3 separate regions of the Mus musculus genome follow, and regions 1 and 2 are each linked to region 3. A link is a contact called in public Hi-C data. All regions are on one chromosome and are shown on one strand. Each heading gives the region's core, a stretch centred on a gene start, on an enhancer-like site or on the middle of the called end of the contact. The rest is flanking DNA. Distances are from core to core; before and after follow the strand shown. Region 1 has its middle 19 kb from the start of Tenm4. Region 2 overlaps Tenm4 (teneurin transmembrane protein 4). Region 3 overlaps Tenm4 (teneurin transmembrane protein 4).

Region 1 (3,953 bases), core at 504-3,003, 260 kb after region 3:
CATCTGACAATCTTCTCTGGTCAGAAAACAGAAGGCAGGTTCCCAGCTGCCACTCTTTGTCACATGGGGAGGTTGAGCAAGTGACTGCTTCCCTCCCCAGTCTCCGTTATAAAACAGACACACCCTGGACTCTGAAAAGTCCAGCTACAAAACAAGTCTTTGCACAGAGTAATCTCAACAAATAATAGCATTTTTTTTTTTTTTTTTTTTTTTTGGTCAGTGAAGAAAAGAACAAAGTATGTTCAGCACAGTGTCCCACATACGGTGTGGCTGCAAGGGCCACAAGAGGAAGTCCTTTTTATCATTTCAAGTTGCCTGTAGCAATATGGAATCAGGATTCTTTGAGCAACTGGGGTGAAATTCTCCCTTTGCTTACTGTTAGTTGATGAAACGGGGATCCATTACTTCATCCTTCAAAGACCAGACTCCTCATTCCTAGGTGGACAATGGTACCTGATAGAAGTGTAGTGGTTTAAGGAGAATGCCATTCTCAAAGCTGTTCATCTTCCTGGCATGTTCTATTGGAAACTACCTCTACCTCACCCCCAGCTCTATCAAGATCTGGGTGTTGGTTCTTCTTTTCCTTGAATTTGGCTGTGTTTGTAGGATGCCAATGGTTAGATGAGGGAGTCTATGCCACAGAAAGAGCCTCTAGTGCCTTACTCCAGCCAATAGTTCATATGTGCTGCACAGATATGTGAGTGAAGAAGTTCCTAGCTGTTTTCATACTTTGGTTTTTTTTAGGTATGAAGACCTAAACTTTGAGAAGCAGAGACCAGCCATTTCGCTGCTCTTTCCAATTTCCTGACTTGCAAATTGTTTTAAGCTAGAAAAATCACAACAATATATTATGTAGCAGGATTTTAATAAAACCACAAATACAATAAATAGCAAACAGAAGAAACAGCAGGATCTGTGATTAGAGAAGTTCCTATAATACTCACTACCACAGGCCCGGAAGGCCAAGCAGTTGCCAGAGACTCCACCCCTGAGGGTTATGCCCCGCCTACCACTCTCTCAGCCAATGGGGATTCTCTCAGCCTTCCGTCTCCTCTGGTAGCTGTTAGAGGGGCAGAGGGTGTGGAAGCGTGCTTAAAAGGCTCCTGACTCACAGCTGCGTTTGTGGGTCAGCTTTCTGCCCGCTGGGGACAGGGGAGTGGGTGGTGGAGGTGGGGGTAGGGGCTGGAGATGCCTTGATAGGAGTGGCTGCACCGCCGGTGTGAGGGCAGCTCCTTAATCTCTTTTCTCTGCTGCCTTTACATACTGGCCCGACAGAGGTCAGCATGCTGGACACATTCTTTGTTGCGGTTAAGCCAAGCCCTTAAGGCTTAGAATTGCTTTAAGCCTGATTAACTCCCAAGGAGACAGAAACATTTACATTTAGGGACAAGAGAATAAGATATTTAATCGCCTCTTTAAAACACATGCTTTCCTTGTTACTCAAAGCCAGGCAACTTCCCACCCCCCTTTCTTTTTCTCCAAGGCTGTGCCGATTTCTTTTGTTCTCAAACTAATCTCTCCCCCTCTTTTTTCCTTTTCACTCCTCTTTAATGGTCATCCTTCCTGCCCTTTCTTTACATTTTCTTTTAAAGATTTATTTATGTGTATGAGTTCCTATGTGCCTGGTGCCCACAAAGGTCAGAAGAGGGAGTCAGATCTCCTGAAAGAGGAGTTAAGGATACGTGTGAACCACCATGAGGATGCCAGGAAATGAACCCAGGTTCTCTGCGAGAGCAACAAGCAATCTTAACCTCTGAGCCATCCCTCTAGCTCCCCCTTCTTGCCCTTTCTTAACCAGATTTCTTATTCTCCTCGATCCCTCTTTTGTGTCTCTGTTGTTCCTCTCTGGATGTCTTGCAGCTTTGGGGTCTTCCACTTTCCTGTTCCTTTGCTCCTGAACGTTGAATTGCACACTTGTCTTTGAAGGAGTTATCAGTGTGGTTCCCCAAATATTTACTAACAGAGGAGCTTGAATTCTGGAACCCCTGCTACCGACTTGGCTTATTTCTGACCAGTGGTGGTAGAGGTATCCAGCGATGCGTTTCAAATCCAATGAGCCAAATCACACAGTGGGAGGCTTAGGAGAAGTCACTCTGAGTTTGAGCTTCCTTCACCGATGGTTCCCACTCTGTCTTTTGGTGATAACCTCAGAGCAATGAGCAAGGCTGCCCAAGCCTTTCTCTGAAGGCTTGGCAAAGAGCCTCGAGCTTGGGGTAAAGATCTCACCTCCCACCAGCTGTTAACCAGTCACTTTATCCCTGAGCCCTCTGAGTCCTTTCTTCACCCATAAAATGGCTAGCAGCCATCATCTTGTCTTTCTCATGGGGCTATTATGATGCACATACAAGCTAATGAATGGGAAAGCATTTTTGCAAACTATAACGTGCTGTACAAATTTAAACCCTTTTTATTATTGTTGTTATCATGATCATAATTTTTATGTTGTGCTAATGCTCATCTTACAACTCATCAGTATTAAGAAGCAGCTCTGAGTGGAATGCAATCTTGCTTCCCCCTCATGAGTGAATTTAGGGTGTCCATGGGGATAGATTGCTATTTCAAGGGGCTTCATCAAGTCCCCTGCTTCCTCCCCGCTCTGCTCAGGATAGCTTGCAGATGAGCTGGGAAAGCTGAGTTCATCCTCCAGGCCTGGTTGCACAGCTTTCCAAGGTGTATCACCACCTTTACCCACTCTTGCCTCTATGGCCTCAGTGGTACAGACTAGACTTTCAAGGGTTACCCTCGCTCACCTAGAACACAGATGACCTGTTCTCAGCAGGTCTCTGTCCTGCTCCAGCTTCTGCTATCCTTAGCCTCAGTCTCTTGGGCTCCCCCCTGTGGCGGGTCATGGCCAAGCCTTCCTTATGGCCCTAGAGGAAGAGGTCCTCCATCAAAGAAAGTAAATGCTACCCTGAGCATAGACTTCTCCATCCTTCCCAGCTGCTAAGACAGTTACTTTCCTGATGTCCAGTGCAGGTAGGAAGAGCAAGGACAACCGTTAATGCTGTGCTGTTAAAACCAGTAACAACCTGTGTTCTACCTTGAATTAGCAAGCTCTCCAATCTACAAGTCTACAAGTCTGGATCAAACAAGAATACTTTCCAGGAAAGGGAGCTTACATGGCACTGGTGTGTGTGTGTGTGTGTGTGTGTGTGTGTGTGTGTGTGTGTGTGTATTGGGGAGGTTTGAGGGGTAGGGGCAGAACTGTGGAAAAGAACTCTTTATTCCATCCTACTCCAAGACTTTACTGTCAGCACTGTGCTAACCTGCCCAAATTTACCCTGGCCACATCCTGATATCCCAGCTTCTCATCATGTGGCTTATTCATTCCTGCCTCTCCTTCTCAGAGCCTCTGAATAGTTTCAGGGTTTCTCAAATCCACTTTTCTCTACTTCCCATGAGGATTCCAAGAGGATTTGTTAATGCATTTTACAGATAAGAAAACAGACACCTTGCTTGAGGTCTGGGGCTCTTGGAGTGATAGAACCAGCCGGAGGTCAATCAAAGTGGAAGCTCATGCAGCCATCAGGGTGGCCTCCTTCATGCTTTTACCCAGTGACTCTTGGCCTCTGTCCTCATGGACCCCACGATGGAATGGGACAGAAAATCCCATAAACAGATCCTGGCCACACACCAAGGCCATCATGGTATAGAAACACATTTAGAGATCAAAAACAACAAAAGAACTAGATATTATTTTGCCTGAAGAGCAGACAGCGGTGTTAGTGGTGCTTTTGTGTGTATGGGTGTGTGTGAGTGTGTGTGTGAGTGTGTGTGTGTGTGTGAGTGTGTGTGTGAGTGTGTGTGTGAGTGTGTGTGTGTGTGAGTGTGTGTGTGAGTGTGTGTGTGTGTGTGTAGAGGGGACTGCTGTGAAGCAACACAATCAACAGTCTTTTCAGAAGTCAGAAACTCTAAAGGGAAAATAAAAATGGTTTGTGCTATTTCTACAGCCC
Region 2 (3,844 bases), core at 926-3,425, 500 kb before region 3:
CCTCATCACGTGTTCACTCTGGGGCAGGACACAGGACTCTACCAGTCTCTCTGAATGAGGTGACCGAAGGCCCTGTGTGTTCATTCTCAACAGCCAACCCCACTGAGTCTTGGTGAGCTGTCCTAGCAACTTTTACTGGAGTGTAGAGAGGGCCAGAAGTGTCTGGCTCTTCGGGGCAGCTGTGGACTGATGACTCTCCACTGGAGGGACTGGACCCTGAAGTCAAAGAGAGGCCAACCTTCAACGGATGAGGCGCTGGACTCGTATTTGGGACACTGGGAACACACAGAGGATGAAATTTAGTTTTGATTAACCTGGAGAGGAGCTCACTCCTGAAGTGGCCCCGTCTTGAACAGCTCAGGTCAGCTTTAGAGGACGCACTGGGGGCATCTTGTGAGAGCAGAAAGAGTGTCCAAAAGGTTTTGAGTTGATTTCAGCCAGGTGTGAAGACTGTGTGTGAACAACTGACAGGCGAAAGTCTGGGGCTTGACTGAGTGGTCCAAGAGCTCAGGCAGCCCATTGTGGTACATGCAGAGGGAAAGGTAGATGGGGTAGGGGTGTCGGGGTGTGGGCTAGCGCAGCTGCCCACTGGGAGAAAGGGGAGGTTCTGCTGACTCGGGGCATCTGAAGTGTCACACACATTAAACAATTTATTATGTACACAGCATTGAGGGTAGCATAGTTACCAGCAGTTCTCAAAGCAGTAATACCTGGGAACCGATTAGAACTGCATGTTCTGGGGCTACCCTCCAGGCCTGCTTATTTGGGAATTCAGGGGGAGGGGGAGGTGCTATACGTTCATAAACTGCAAGTCAAAGCTTGAGAAACATTATAGAGTACAGAGTGCTAAGCTTTGGACAGCAGTTAAGGGTCTGGGTTGGCTGGGCTGGGCAGAGGGGGCATGGTGTTCTGAGCAGTGAGCTACTTTACATACATCCTTCTTTAAGTGACACAAGAAGAAATCGACCAGGAGGTCTGTGTCACCATGCCCTCATGGAGAGGCACGATCTGGCGTGCAGAGTACCTCAGTGACCAAAGGTCAGGTCGTAGCACCGGAACCCCTGTCCATGCTGAGGTGGCTCACAGTGGAGGGCTGCGCTGCTGATGCTGCCTGTCACTTCTGCCGTGATGTCTCCATCCAGCCTGCATGGAAGGAAGGGGCCTATTATAGCTTGACCCTCCTTTCCCTAGAGCTTAGCATGGGCCAACCTGGGGTCAATGAGAGTGGGATGGCATTCCTGACTTAGAAGGACGGTTGTTTGAATTTTCATAAAGTTTGCCACATACACCCGGGAGCTGGGCTCAGTAAATAATCTCTTCAAGACTACCAGCATTCACCCCTGACACTGAGGTCTCATAGCTTAAGTGTGCGATTAAAAGAGAGAGGTTCCCACGCACTGTGATTAGAACTACGCTAGATTGGAAAGAAAAGAACACAGCAGGAAAACACCTACACTACTCAAGGAGTTTTTCTCCTCTCTCCCTAAGTTGTACTATGTGGTTATTATCACGTCTCAGTTGAACACGCGCCTGTTAATTTGTAAGGTGCAGTAACTCTGTGGCAGGTCCTGCGTTTGGTGGTGGATGGGGCCAGGTGTTCCTGCCCCTTGGAATCTGTCTTTGAAGCCAGTGAGCATAAGAACCAGGCTAGGACACAGCTTAAGGCAGTTTGGCACTAGCTAAGGTGAGAGCTGCCTCTGTGTGTACCTCATCTTTTAGTAAGTGAGGCCTCTGGTCTTCTGTGATCCTCCAGACACCGCTGTTCATGACAGGTAGGACCTGCAAGGGACTCTGGGACTAAGATGGGGGTCTTCCTCCAGCCCTCCTGGTAACTGCCACTGTCTCCCAACAAAGGCCACTGCACACCTTTAAACACAAAATAGTCTTTTATTTGTCAACGAAGGCTACACGGGATCACTTCTGGTTTTGTTTTTATGCTTTCCCCCCTTTTTTCTAGAAGGTATCTACATCTGCATTTATTTACAGCCTTGTTGGTATTTACACAGTCAAGAATACAGTGTTAGAAACACAAAAGTGTTGAGAAAAAAACTTCTCAAAATTAGTTCCAGACTTCAGGAAAACTATTTCCACATGGTAAGGCCAGAGTCTCCAGTGTTGGTCATCCAGAGGCAGCTCATTATCGTCCTTTGCCAGAGCTGCGGGTTCAGAAGTCCTCAGAATGACGGGCACATTTAGAACAGTGGGGTTCTGGTGATGAGTGGATTAGAGCTGCTGGGAACCACCAGACATCTGTGGGTCAGCTTCTGCGGGGACAGCCGAGCCTGCCCACGGGCAGTCAGCCCTGAACCATCAGCCCTTAGAATCAATCACATTTTTCTTAGGGACTAGGAAGTAGCCCAGTCTCACGCCTTTGGCATTCCCCAGAGGGTAAGAAGTACAACACAGGGCCCCACCGAGGCCTCTGAAACACAACACAGGGTTCCCACCCCATGCTTCCCCACCTTTGATCTTCCACAACACCGTGAAACCGCATAGCCCGCCACTGTTCCGGGCAGTCAAGTACACAAGGCTGGTTTTTGAGAATGATGGGTTGGAGAGGATAAAGTTTCAGTCACCTGAGCAATGAGTCTTTAAAATGAGTTTGCTGTTTTGGGAAGGCTAAATAAAAAGGTCTTGAACCACAGAGTTCATTTTTTACTTCCGTCCCCTCTCACAAAATATAGACAATGGTTTTGACCTAGCTGGGGACGGTGTGCCTCTCGTGGAGGGCTTTTAGTCCTGATGAAGATCCCGGGAGAGAGGAGAGACTGGGACCCCATGGGAGGTGAATCCTCCTACCCCAGAATCGGCATAACCTGGGCTAAGCAGTTGATGTGAGGGATGAAGGACACACTCATCTTTGTGTAATGGGTGATTTAACCCCAAAGCCCAGCCCTCTGCTGGAAGCCAGCCAGCTCATCTCCCCGGGTACAAAGCCCAATGTCACTGCTCTCACCACATCACATGGCCAGCAGAAACACAAGGACTGCAAATGGCAAAGATGTGTTCTAAGATGTCACACTGAAAACCTTCTCTATAAAGGCAGTCACTTAAGTCACAGTTGTAAGGCCCTTTCTTCTTCTTCCCTTGCCTCAAGCCTATAAAGCCAGTTTACTCAGCTTACTCGGCTCTTCTTCATCATCTGCCCCCCTCCCCATGCAATCCCTCTTATTTTCAGGCACTTGTCCAGCCTCAGCAGTCTCCCTTTAGCTTCCTAGGGTTTCTTTCAAGCCCAGCATCCTTCAGTAGAGTCAGGCACTGGTGTGGACCTTGGGCTAGTTTTCCACCAGTGGCTCTGAGCCAAGTGTTAAAGGCTAAAGTGTGGTTTACTATGGAGTCAATATCACCACAATACCATCTAGTGATGCCTGCCTGGGAGATGACCATAAAGGGGGTCTCAGGGTATAAAAGACGAGGTCAGAAACTAATAAAGTCTTGTTTAAGGTCTTGGAGGAGGGGCTGAGGCTGGGGGACTAATTGGCAGTTGTGGAGGGTGGAGAAGGTGGGAACTATGCAAAAGCAATCCTTAGAGGTTCAGAAGCTAACTCCCATCAGAATCACAAACTTCCACCAGTGAGGAAGACCCGGTCACTCTCTCAAGTGGATAGATGTAATGAGTGTCGAAAGAGCGGGAGCTGTCCAGGATGGCATTTTATATTTAAAGTCTCCTAAATGGGCGAAAGGAACTGTGGCCTGTGCCTTTAAACACACCTGGGAGGTGGAATCCAACTGAAAGGAGCCAAGGTCATAGTTCAGGGAGGACAGCATCAGTGTCAAGGGAGGCACATGGCACTGTCTGGCCTACAGCTGAGGTCCTATACAGCTCAGGGATGCTTGCCTGTTT
Region 3 (4,247 bases), core at 1,668-4,167:
ATTTGAACAGTTAATGGGTTTCACCCTCTTAAGTGACACCTGCTGGAAATGTAATTGTGCACATAATTGCTGTGTGGGAATGGAGGCTTGCTTATTTCCCAAAGCTTGTGCTTCCCTTAGGAAACAGTGGGCCTGCTTCCTGCCTCCCTGCTGGCGGAGCATGTGGTTGGCTCTCCCTGATCTCTTCTGGGCAGCTGGCCAGGAGGACTGGCTAGGCAAGATAGCAGCACTCGATGTAACTTTGAGATTTCTAGAGATAAGATTGGGGAGATAACTCACTGGATAAAGCACCTCCTGCACAAGCGTGGGGACCTGAGTTTGGATCCCCAGCAGTCATATAAAACCTGGATACCGCACACACGTCTGCTACCCCGTTGCTGGGAGCGGTGATGGAGACAGGCTGGATCCTGGGGCTCATTAACTAGCCAGCCTAGCCAAATTGATGAGTTCCAGGTGCAGTGAGAGATGCTGGAAAATCAGCTGGAGAGCAATAGAGGAAGGCACCTGACATTGATCCCTGGCCTACACACTCAACGAATGTGCACCCACAGGAGAAGGAATACACACACAAATATGTATACACAAACACACAGCACATTTACACATACTTATAGAAGGCTCATTGAAGTCATGGGCTTATCACAATATCAAGAGGAGACTGGAAGCTCTAGACAATGTTCCCCACAATCATTCTTGCTAAACACCTGAGGCCAAAGTGTCCCTCCTATAAAGGACAATGTGAATAACATGAAGTATGAGGAGCTGAAGACAGTCAGGTTCCTGCTGTGGTTCTCTCCGTTCTTGTTACCTGACTTGAGGTGGGGACCTGTGGTGATGAAGCTGGAAGCCTAGATCAGTGACCGTGACATTGCCCATGGCTATGACTGACCCAGGGGAGCTCAGGTCAGCAAAGTATGGAAGGGCAAAGAAAACAGAACAGAGCCCTGGGAGTGGAGGCTGGAGAAAGCAGTCTTAATGGCAGCCTCTACACAGATACAGATGCATAAACATGTAAATATAAATGAATATGCAAATGTGCAAATACATATTAGAATGGTATGTTAAATAATCCGCTTGTGGATCTTTGGAAATGACCTTTCCCTCTGGCCAATTACCTCCTTCCAGACTATTCCCCACACTTTCATTTAGCTTGCAGAGATCTGTCTAAATTTCAAGATAAGAATGAAAACTTCTTATAAGGATGAGTCAGGTTGTGATGTCACATACATGTAGCCCCAGCACTTAGGAGAAAGAGGCAAAAAGGACCTTGACTTCAAGACCACTCTGCACTAACAGTGAGGTTCAGGCTAGCCTGGGATATAACGGGAGACTTTGTTTCTTCCTCCCCATCCCCAGAGAAAAATCCCAAAGCTGAACTTGATTACCTGTTCACATTACTGCCATGATCCCCAATGTCCCCAGGTCCACACCCATCTCTGTATGTCACTGAACACTGGGGAGGAGGCTGCTGCTGTTGTTCTAAGCCAAGAGGCAATCTTCAGAGAGTGTCTGCAGTTCTCTTTGGGGTAACTTGCCCTTGTGAGAAGAATGCTTGGGGTTCCTGGTATCCAGATCCCTGGTTGCTACTCTAGGAGTATGAATCAGGGCTATGGTACTCCCACAACCCTTCTATCACCTGAGAACATGGCAGAGTAAAGGCTGTAGCAACAAACTCTTGTACAGCTGGGTGCTGGAGCTACAAGCAAGGGGAAATTCACATGGTAATCTCAGAACATCTTCAACAGCTTTGTGGAGCTGTCTGCCCTCCACCAAGTGTCCTAAGTACATCTCCACTCTAGCTGTTGTCCAGCTCTTCCCTTCATGCGTTCGACAGTGATGCCTCTGTAACATAAGTCACTCTTAAATGGACTCGTCCTCCTTCTTGCATCTTTGATGTTTCTGTTTACTCTGCTCATGCTGTGAGTTCCTCCCTGACTACTAGCACTCAGATGTTATTTTGTGTCCCCTTCACTGTATTCCTGTCCAACAGCAGGTCAGTCCTGGAATGAAACTTCAATAGGACTTGGCCATTGAACTCTCATCTCATGACCACATTTGTAGTAGACATTACTTACTCTTTTTACATCCACCTCAACTTCCTGTGTATTCCAAACAGTCTGGACATGGGAAACTACAGATTCCTCCCACCAGATAGCTCAGGATAGATGCTGTCATTATAGCTGGATATTGCTCTCAGGGACCTTCCCTCCAGCACACTGGTAGAGATAACCACTCATCTGAAACTTCACGGTTTGGGTTCTCCAATTTAAATGTCAAAGACTTAGGGCAAGAGGGATATTGTGCCATGCGGGGGGCTTCCTGTCCTGTGGTAGCCAATCTTCGGCCCTGCCATTCCTTGAAAGTGGTCAAGTTAAAACAAGCAAAATAAAACAAGACAACCCACAAAGAGCCAACCAACGAGATGGTTCAGTAGGCAGGGACATTTGCTGCCAAGTCTGATCACCTGAGTTTGATTCCCAGGATATACAAGACAGATGGAGAGAGGTGACGCCTACAAGTTTTTCTCTGGTCTCCAAATGCATACCATGGCACAAGTGCCCCCTCCCACATACATACATACATTCGTACATACATAGTTAAAGAAATACGTTAACAAATAAAAACATTTTAAGTGTTTTTATTTTAAGAAAATGTGTAAGTTCCCCAATAGTCTCCTTTAAATCCTTTTCTGTTTAAACTAGCCAGAACGAGATTAAATCATGTCTTCCCTTCCCACAGACGACATATGAGCGGAGATTCTTACATCTTTGTTTTCCCTATACCCAAAATATAACCTTGTGCCTTAAAGCCCTCCTGAGACTGGATGGAGATGCAGAGCCAAGCATCCCTGTAGGTGCCTCCACCCTGCTGGGAGGTGCAGCTGCTGCTCTGCTAAGGACTCAGAAATCAGATCACCTGGCGTACTAACATTGTGGATAATGTAAACATTAATTTTGATGGGGCGGGCTGAGAGGATTTCTTATCAGAATTGTGAAAAGACTGTTGTATGAACAAATTAAAATGTGTTTTGTCGGTGCAGAGGCTTTTTTTTTTTTTTTGCTTCCTGCTTGGCTGGCTCTCTGCTGTGTTCCAAATAGCTGAGGGACATCCAGATAATCAAAGCTCGCTCACCATACATACTGTTAGCAACTCCTTTCAGACCCTTCCTGTCCAGATGTACAAAGAGAATAGCAAAAGGAAATAAATCCAACACTTCCCAGCTACACCCGCTACACCGCCAAGTCTCTGCAGTTCTGAATCATCAAACCTTGCATTTCTCATTAACTGCCCCTCATATGCAGCATTTTCAATTAAGTTGGGAACACTGCTACACTAATTATGTTATGATATTAGTCCCTGCAGATTAATATGCAGCTAACAGTTTAGGAGTGTCATCTGGATTGGATTGTTCAACCTACTTGCAAGCAAATACTTCCTAGAAAGCTGTCCCTGGCCTGGAACTGGATATGAATGCCTGATTTTATGAATTGATTTGACCGATCTACTAGATGTCTAGCTAAGTGGTTCTGGGGATGAAGGCAAAGGTGTTTTGTGGAGGAGACTCTGTAGACTGAGTCAAGATGGAGCACTTGGTATGAGTGGGCATTGGCCAGTCCTTGAGGGTCTGAATAGAGGGGAAGCAAGGAGCTTAAGCTGGGAGAACCATCTTTTTGGCTGCTGGCCACTAATCTCTTCTGGGATGTGCATGCTGTGAGTTCATAGGCCTTTGGGCTTGGCTGGTGTCAACACTACTGGTTTCTCTGTGCCTGCTGGCAGCTGGTGAGACTTTTCACTTCCATTAATTACACGAGTAATCTCTTTATACTTCTCTTCCTTTAATCTACTAGCCTCTTGGTTCTGAGTCTCTGCAGAGCCCTGTCTAATGCAGACCTGAAGAGTTAGGAGCTGTCCGGTGGTCTGTGGGGGTTCTAGCCTTCTGTCTGTCTGTGTGGCAGCTATACCTCCATCAGGACCTGATCCCACTGAGTCATAAGGTCGTGTTTTGTGTTTCTTGTGCAATCCACACAACCTTGTGCTCATAGGAAGTGCTCAGTTAACACTTCCTCAGCAGACCTGCCTTGAAATGTCCCACTGAAAAGCTACAGCAGAATGTCTTTCAATGTCTGCTTTCCATAAAAAGAAAAAAGAAAGAAAGAAAAATATATGGCTCTGTTCCATGAAAAACACAACCAGAGAAGGGGAAGGAAATCATATTTGCTGTTGCAAGTTCTAAATCAGACACTTTC

What was found. A called contact is a pair of places that touch in the nucleus more often than the background predicts.
Region 1: a Hi-C map of the N1E-115 cell line shows a contact between it and region 3, with 2.2 times the contacts expected there. The contact joins two enhancer-like sites. A contact is called at or near these places in 6 of 484 Hi-C or Micro-C datasets (the N1E-115 cell line, cortical glia, liver and 2 more) and 1 of 115 datasets of contacts at active chromatin or transcription factors (embryonic stem cells).
Region 2: a contact with region 3 is called in a Hi-C map of the N1E-115 cell line, with 3 times the contacts expected there. The contact joins two enhancer-like sites. A contact is called at or near these places in 1 of 15 datasets of contacts at CTCF or cohesin (pro-B cells), 6 of 484 Hi-C or Micro-C datasets (the N1E-115 cell line, cerebellum, embryonic stem cells and 2 more), 1 of 115 datasets of contacts at active chromatin or transcription factors (embryonic stem cells) and 1 of 9 other capture datasets (embryonic stem cells).

The regions. Positions count from the first base shown.
Region 1 is chr7:96,150,346-96,154,298 of GRCm38.p6, reverse strand. No RefSeq gene overlaps it. Among named protein-coding and RNA genes, the nearest start is that of Tenm4, 19 kb to the left of the region's middle. Within about 2 kb of position 1,753, at least 151 of the 459 cell types and tissues checked have an H3K27ac peak or open chromatin away from gene starts, as enhancers often do. A contact at or near this core is called in the N1E-115 cell line, where this site is marked.
Region 2 is chr7:96,909,117-96,912,960 of GRCm38.p6, reverse strand. Tenm4 (teneurin transmembrane protein 4) reads right to left here. Exons shown (of 33, transcript NM_001310762.1): 33 at 1,868-3,844. Among named protein-coding and RNA genes, the nearest start is that of Gm22226, 9.1 kb to the left of the region's middle. Within about 2 kb of position 2,175, at least 14 of the 459 cell types and tissues checked have an H3K27ac peak or open chromatin away from gene starts, as enhancers often do. A contact at or near this core is called in the N1E-115 cell line, where this site is marked.
Region 3 is chr7:96,413,476-96,417,722 of GRCm38.p6, reverse strand. All of the region lies in intron 2 of Tenm4 (teneurin transmembrane protein 4), which reads right to left. Among named protein-coding and RNA genes, the nearest start is that of Gm15412, 74 kb to the right of the region's middle. Within about 2 kb of position 2,917, at least 9 of the 459 cell types and tissues checked have an H3K27ac peak or open chromatin away from gene starts, as enhancers often do. A contact at or near this core is called in the N1E-115 cell line, where this site is marked.